Linked DNA regions of Mus musculus: region 2 is linked to region 1. A link is a contact called in public Hi-C data. All regions are on one chromosome and are shown on one strand. The core of a region is the stretch at or near the end of the contact, and the rest is flanking DNA. Distances in the headings are between cores, read along the strand shown.

Region 1 (3,267 bases), core at 640-3,139:
AAAAGTGTTAGTCAATGTGGGCTTAAAACAGAAGGCAAAGCTGTTTTTCCCCTCTTGCCTCTAGCTATTTATTATGAAATATCAAACTACTCCAAATGTTTGCGCTCAAAGTGACCATTTAAAAATTTTGCAGTATCCTGAGTACCATTTGGGGGTTAAATAATAGAGTTCTGTTTAATGTGTTGATGTTTTTGCTGGTCATAGTTGAGCTGTGATCTATTAGCAACTGCTGCAAGAAGGTGGTCAGAACTGGATCTTGGTGGGTGTGGGCTTGTTATAGGGATCCAGAGATGAACAGGAAGCTGGGATCACCTCTTTGTCTCTTGACAGGTATCTCAGGGCTTAGCATCCTGCCTCTCCTGATGATCTTTCTGTACAGTTTGTGGACTTCTTATGTCTGAGCTCAGGGCTCCTAAAATGTAGCCTAAGGACTTCTCGACCTTTTCGTCTTAATTTCACATCTGATACAGCTCATCTCTGATTCAACAGTTTGTAGATTCAGCTTACAGGGTGAGCTGTATTTAATGCAGAGAGTGAGGATTCAAAGATCAGAACCCCAGAAGATGTGGCTCATAATGGAAGCCTTTCATTTTAGACTAATTACTATGTTGTTAAGAGGTTATTGATAATGTTTCTACCTAGGGGTAGCAACCATAGGAATAAATGTGAGAGACTGTTGTCAGCCGTTGCTTCTCTAGTGCATAGTCAGACAATGCTCAGATACTAATCCTATTATCTTCCACAGATACTAATCCTATTATCTTCCAGGTGTCTTCTGTACACTAAGTGTGTTTCTAAGACCACTGCCATAAAAGGGGAACAATGACTTAGGGAAGTTTGGGTCTGAGAGAAAATTTATGCAAGTTAATTTAGTGAGGATAGCTGGGAAAGACAAGGCTGAGCATTCAGTATGGATTAAAATTCAGTATGGATTAAAAAAAAATAACATTAAGGTGTCTTCTTGTGGACTTGGCTTTGGCTCTTGAGACTAGATAGCTTCAAGTTTTCTTGGTTTATCTAAAGAGAGAAACAAGCGTTCTAGATTCCCTAGAGAAGTGTGACCTTCCATATCTGGCAAGTTTTGCTGCCAGGTTTAAACGCCCTTCTCTTGCCCAGTAAACGATGGTGAAGGAACCTGTGAGGAAAAGCAAAAACAAAATGTCATTTGAGTGGTTTGTTAATAATTTACTCATGCAAACCAAGTAAATAACATTGTTGCTGCTCTAGAAATGCGGGGCATTTCTGGACATAATAGATGTAGCAGGATATAACCAAGTAAGCATGCAGGGTGCACTTATGCCAGCTGCCAATTATCCTTCATCACTAGTCATTCATTCATACAGTGAAACATCACCAATCAAATGCTAAGGTTCACGCATCTTTATAAACAATTCCCAGTTGTACCACTTTTTTAAATTTAGTATTTAGGATGCTACATTACCATCCAAAAATTTAGCCCTCTTAAGCATTTCTTGCATTTTCAAATTAGATTTCAATAGCCATGTTTGTCTAAGCTCATTTGCTTTGTGAAACGATTATTGTCCTAAGAAAAATTAAGAAGCTAAAGCTTTGTAGCTGATCTTCGGGTCCTATGTCCAATAGTATACATAAAGCCACGGAGGGGACTTGTCCCTTGGTTCTGCCTGACTCCCACATCAGCCCATGGTGACACCATTTATAAGCAATCTGTTATTATTGCTTTAGCTGATAAATTAACTGCCATAAATAACATTTTCTGGTTTCTCAGAGACATTAAAGAAGGATTGATTGTGTAGGGTGCCTCTGTCGATAATAAATGGGCTTCCTTTTTTCCTTCAGGAAACGGAACTAGGTTATTATCAGTCAAGAATCAAGAATGTGGAACCCAGGTTGCATGATGATTTTTCTGCTTCTAAGAGAGTAGGCCTGCCTATGTATTTCAGACTGCTATGTATCTGGAATTCTGTTGTAGGTTGGAGGGTTTATTTTTTGTCTTTTTTTTTTTTTAATGAGGGTATAAAAATAGAGAAGTGTTTTCAGAAGATGAAGCCACAGTTCCCCAGGGTCAAGGCAGGACTGTATACTCCAGAGAGGAAAGAAGTTCAAGTATAAATATAGAACACACCAGGGAAATTTTTTGCCTTCATTTCAAATTTATGTAATTAAATTATAATTCTTCTTAACAGACATACATGATGTAATTTGTTATGTAAAAGATGTGACTAATAAATGATTTGTGTGAAACAGTCACAGAGAAGAGAATGGTTTGGGCCTTATGTATTCAGCTCGGATGTGAATGAAATGTCTTTCTTTAGAGTAAGGACTGATACCTTTTGCACATTACACCCACAGTACATCTGTTTAGAATGAATGGAAGCTGCTGTTCTATTTTCAAAGTAAATGGATATGGTTTTAAAGATCCATCTTTACTTCAAAGTCTAGGAGAGATATAGAACAGAGCAGACTAGAACTGAAACACTATTTATGATAGAATTCAACTGAAATCTTGATGGAAAATGTTTGTTTGCCATATAAATTAAACAGTAATTTTTAGAAAATATTAACAACTGAGCAGATTACTACATAACTTTAATCACAGAATGTGTGGAGATGAGGCAGGAGGATTGCTGCGAGCCTGATGTCAGCCTACAGACCAATGCCAGATCAGTCAGAGGGAGACAGAAAGCGTTTCAGAAAAACCTTTAAAGTATCCTTAAACTATATCCTTTGTTAAATTGGTATCGTGTGTGTGTGTGTGTGTGTGTGTGTGTTCCTGAACTGATTTCCCAACTTAGCTTTCCAGATAGTCTCTCACTAATTCTGAAACATACCGGTTGCTTAGACTGCCTTGCCATCAAACCCCAGAATCTCCCTTATTCCCTCTGCTGTCCCCCTAACCCAGAAAGCCCTGGGGTCACAAAGGCATTCCATGTCCCATACCTAGTTCTCAAATAGGATGTTGGGGCTCCATACTCAGTCTTTATGCTAACACAGAGAGCACTTTCAGTAGTTACTCTCCAGCTCAAATTGGTGTGACTTTTGAAAATACTTAATGGTTAGCAGATGTTCACTGGGAAAAGAAAATGCATTTGGTAGTATTGCAAGTAAAAAGATCAAAAGCCAGTACCTGCTGAGCAGGGTCAACAGTTGTTCTTCAAATAGAAATAGCTTGGTACCAGATCAAGCTCACCATTGAAAACATGACTCATCCATCTGGCCACTCATTGTTTACTAAGGTCTTTGATTTGGTAACTCTTATTTTCTATGCTAAGCTCAGAGAATTTTACC
Region 2 (3,322 bases), core at 745-3,244, 430 kb after region 1:
CATAGCACTCACATGGAAGTTCACAACCATTTATAACACCATGCCAGAGAATTAAATGCCCCCTTCTGGCCTCCATAGTTATCAGGCACACATTTGGTACCCATACATAAATGTAGCCAAAACATTTTTTAATGAACCATATATGACATGATAATTAATTATGTCATACTAAGTTCTGTCAGTTGTTAAGAAAATACAGAGAAATGATTAGTATGAAGACAGATATTGGTTCTCTGGGTAAGCTTCATCAATCCCTATGGCAACAGGATTTAAGGTTTTAGGTTATGGTCTGCAAGGTCATGTGCCACTTCGAGGATGTTGAGCAGTGAACTAGAAACAGAATACATCATTAATCTTACCATGTTTCTTCAAGCTGTGCTGTGGCTTAGAAACCAAGAGACCAGGAGCTAAGAGGACTTGGTGGGTAAAGTGCTTGCTCTGCAACTGTGAGGGACCCAAGAGTTCAGATACTCAGCATCCACTAAAAGCTGGGTATGACAGAGTGCATGTGATTACTGCTCTGAGTGGGCAGATCCAGCAATCACCAGAGCTCTATAGCTAGCTACTTAACAATCAGTGAGCTCCAGGCTCAGTGAGAGGCCCTGTTTCAAAAATCCAAACTTAACTCCACAGGCAGACAACAGAGTCAACTAACAGGAACCCTTGGGGCTCTCAGAGATCAACCACCATCCAAAGAACATACACAGGCTGGACCTAGGCCTCTCTCTGCACATAGGTAGCAGATGTGCAGCTTCATGTTCATGTGGGTCCCAAACAACTGGAATGGAGCTATCCTAAAAGCTGTTGCCTGGGATATATTCTTCTAGCAGAGCTGCCTTGTCTGGCCTCAATGGGGAGGAAGCCTCACAGAGACTTGAAGTGCCAGGGTGGGGACATGGGGGGGGGCTACCCACTCAGAAGAGAAGGGGGGAAATAGATGGTAGGGGGGCTGGCCAGGAGGGAGAAAGTGAGCAGGATTTAAAGAAAAATTAAATTTAAAAAAAATACAAACTTGAAAGCACTTGAGGAGGGTACCTGACAGACATCTGATTTACATGTGCTTACATTGTGCATCCAACCTTGTGTACACACACACACACACACACACACACACACACACACACACACACACACACACACACACACCACAGAGGAAAGGTAGAAGAAGAAGGGGAAGACCTGCTAGCCTGAGCACCTGAAACATGTAGCTGTTCCTTCCTAGAGGCCATGCTCCTGGCAGGCAAAGAAATGACAGCCCTGACTGGGTGAGAAGGTAATGAAGAAAGGACAGACAGACAGACAGACAGAGGGGATCAAATGGTGCTCTGAGTTCTCGGTTGGAGAAACCACAGTCATTCGGAAGCTCAGTGTGTTTATTATATAAAACCAAATGGAGAGGGGGAGTCATGCAGCTGGACAAGGAGCCATGGGTTACAGTGGATCAAGGACACAGGTTTAGCCAATCTTGGTTGGACCCATGGGTTACAGTGGATCAAGGACACAGGTTTAACCAATCTTGGTTGGACCCATGGGTTACAGTGGATCAAGGACACAGGTTTAGCCAATCTTGGTTGGAGCCATGGGTTACAGTGGATCAAGGACACAGGTTTAACCAGTCTTGGTTGGAGCAGCCTCTGTAGAGGGATAGTCTCTGGACCATAAAAATGCTAAGGTAGGAAAGGAGAGCTGTGGTGAACATTTTCTGCACACTGTCAGTTCTTGCACTGGGAAGACTGGCATGCCTCCAAGCCTGAAGATCTGAGGTCCTTGGCCTGGCTGTACCTATGCCAGCCTCGCACATTCCCTCGGGGATGCTGTCAGGTCTTTCTCTGCTCCCCAAACTTGTGCCTCTTCCTATTCTCCTGTGATCCTCGGAGCTCTTTATAAATTATGTCTCAAGAAGTCAATATTTACGGCAAGCCACTCATCTTGGACTGCACACGACATCCCAGTAAGGAGCAGAAGCCTCTGTAGAAGAGAGCTTTACAAGACAGATTGGAGCCTCCTCCCTGTGGGTGGCCAGAGACAGAGAAAGCTGAGCTGTCCAAAGAGCCTGCCTTGTGCCAGGAAATTTAGATCCACAAGCTGTTATCTATTATGGTTGTAAGCCTCCTGAAACCTGAATTACAGGTAACTAATATTCCTTCTGAGAGCCATAGCAAACTGTAAGTAAACCTTTAATCTCTGGACAAATGGACTGTTAATACTCAAATAGTTTCTTTTATATGCCATGCATAATGATTTGGTAGTCTCTAGAACTAAGTAATAAAAGTATCCTTAAAGGATTCCAACGTCACAACATTTCTAAATTAACAAGGAGGAGGTCTGTACAGTATCTCTTAGAAACAGAACTTTTGAAGTCTACTGTGGAAGGAAATAAGACTCAGATTTCTTAGGTGTGAACTGAGGTTCAGAAAAATCTTTGGAAAGTACCAAAGCAGGATTAGACTAAAGCAAACTTGATTTTGAATCCTGCACGGACATAGGACATGTTCCTGGATCCTTTTGGTCATGCCTTTTCTCATTGTTTTAAAACTGATAACAGTTACATATGTAATACAAATTGTGAGGAACTGGGTGGTGGGTGGGAATACCTGTTTTATCACCTTCGGTTCACTTCTCTTTTTACCTCATTATTAAAATGTATGGAAATACTTCAAAGTCCATGTGCCTGGTCTGCTCTTCTGATGATGCTATGCTTCTTATTTACTACCTACAGTGCAGCAGGCAAATCAACACATGAAATTAGTTTCAAATAAGTAATGTATGAACACATGCTAATATCCACACATATACTTCTGCCTAGCCTCATCCTACACAGAAACCTCTATTGCCAACAGAAATATCAAGAGCAGGGCACTGCTGATGCTCCTACCACTCCACCCAGAACAGCAATAGATAGCGAAGAGGCTCCCAGTAATGAACATCTCCACATGCCTCCACAAAAATTACTTGCTCGGTCACTGATATTAGAGGTAAATGCCAAAGTACATCTATACATGATAGTGTGTCAAGCCAAATTTCTAAGGTGGGAAAGTAGATGAGCCAGTTCGTGGTAGTCTGTCTAGAAGACAAATCATATTATAGAGAGAAAAAAAAAGAGGCTCTTACCTCTTATGCTCTTGCCTCTCTCTTGCCTCTTGCCCCCTTACTCCCAATTCCCTCCCCCTATCCACATGGCCATGGCTGGCCCCCATTTCACTACTCTCTACTTCTCTTTGCCTTTCTCTGCCTCTGCTACCCTCTTAACTCTCCTCCCCATGTCCTGAATAAACTTTATTCTATAGGAGAGAAAGAGAGAGAGAGAGAGAGAGAGAGAGAG

The links. Hi-C and Micro-C count contacts between places; a contact is called where the count stands out from the background.
Region 2: a contact with region 1 is called in a Hi-C map of cortical neurons, with 3 times the contacts expected there. The contact joins two enhancer-like sites. A contact is called at or near these places in 1 of 484 Hi-C or Micro-C datasets (cortical neurons) and 1 of 115 datasets of contacts at active chromatin or transcription factors (large pre-B cells).

What each region holds. Positions count from the first base shown.
Region 1 is chr14:17,431,247-17,434,513 of GRCm38.p6, forward strand. No RefSeq gene overlaps it. Among named protein-coding and RNA genes, the nearest start is that of Gm32121, 25 kb to the left of the region's middle. Within about 2 kb of position 1,890, at least 16 of the 459 cell types and tissues checked have an H3K27ac peak or open chromatin away from gene starts, as enhancers often do. A contact at or near this core is called in cortical neurons, where this site is marked.
Region 2 is chr14:17,858,232-17,861,553 of GRCm38.p6, forward strand. The region is part of intron 2 of Thrb (thyroid hormone receptor beta); the gene reads left to right. Among named protein-coding and RNA genes, the nearest start is that of Thrb, 200 kb to the left of the region's middle. Within about 2 kb of position 1,995, at least 7 of the 459 cell types and tissues checked have an H3K27ac peak or open chromatin away from gene starts, as enhancers often do. A contact at or near this core is called in cortical neurons, where this site is marked.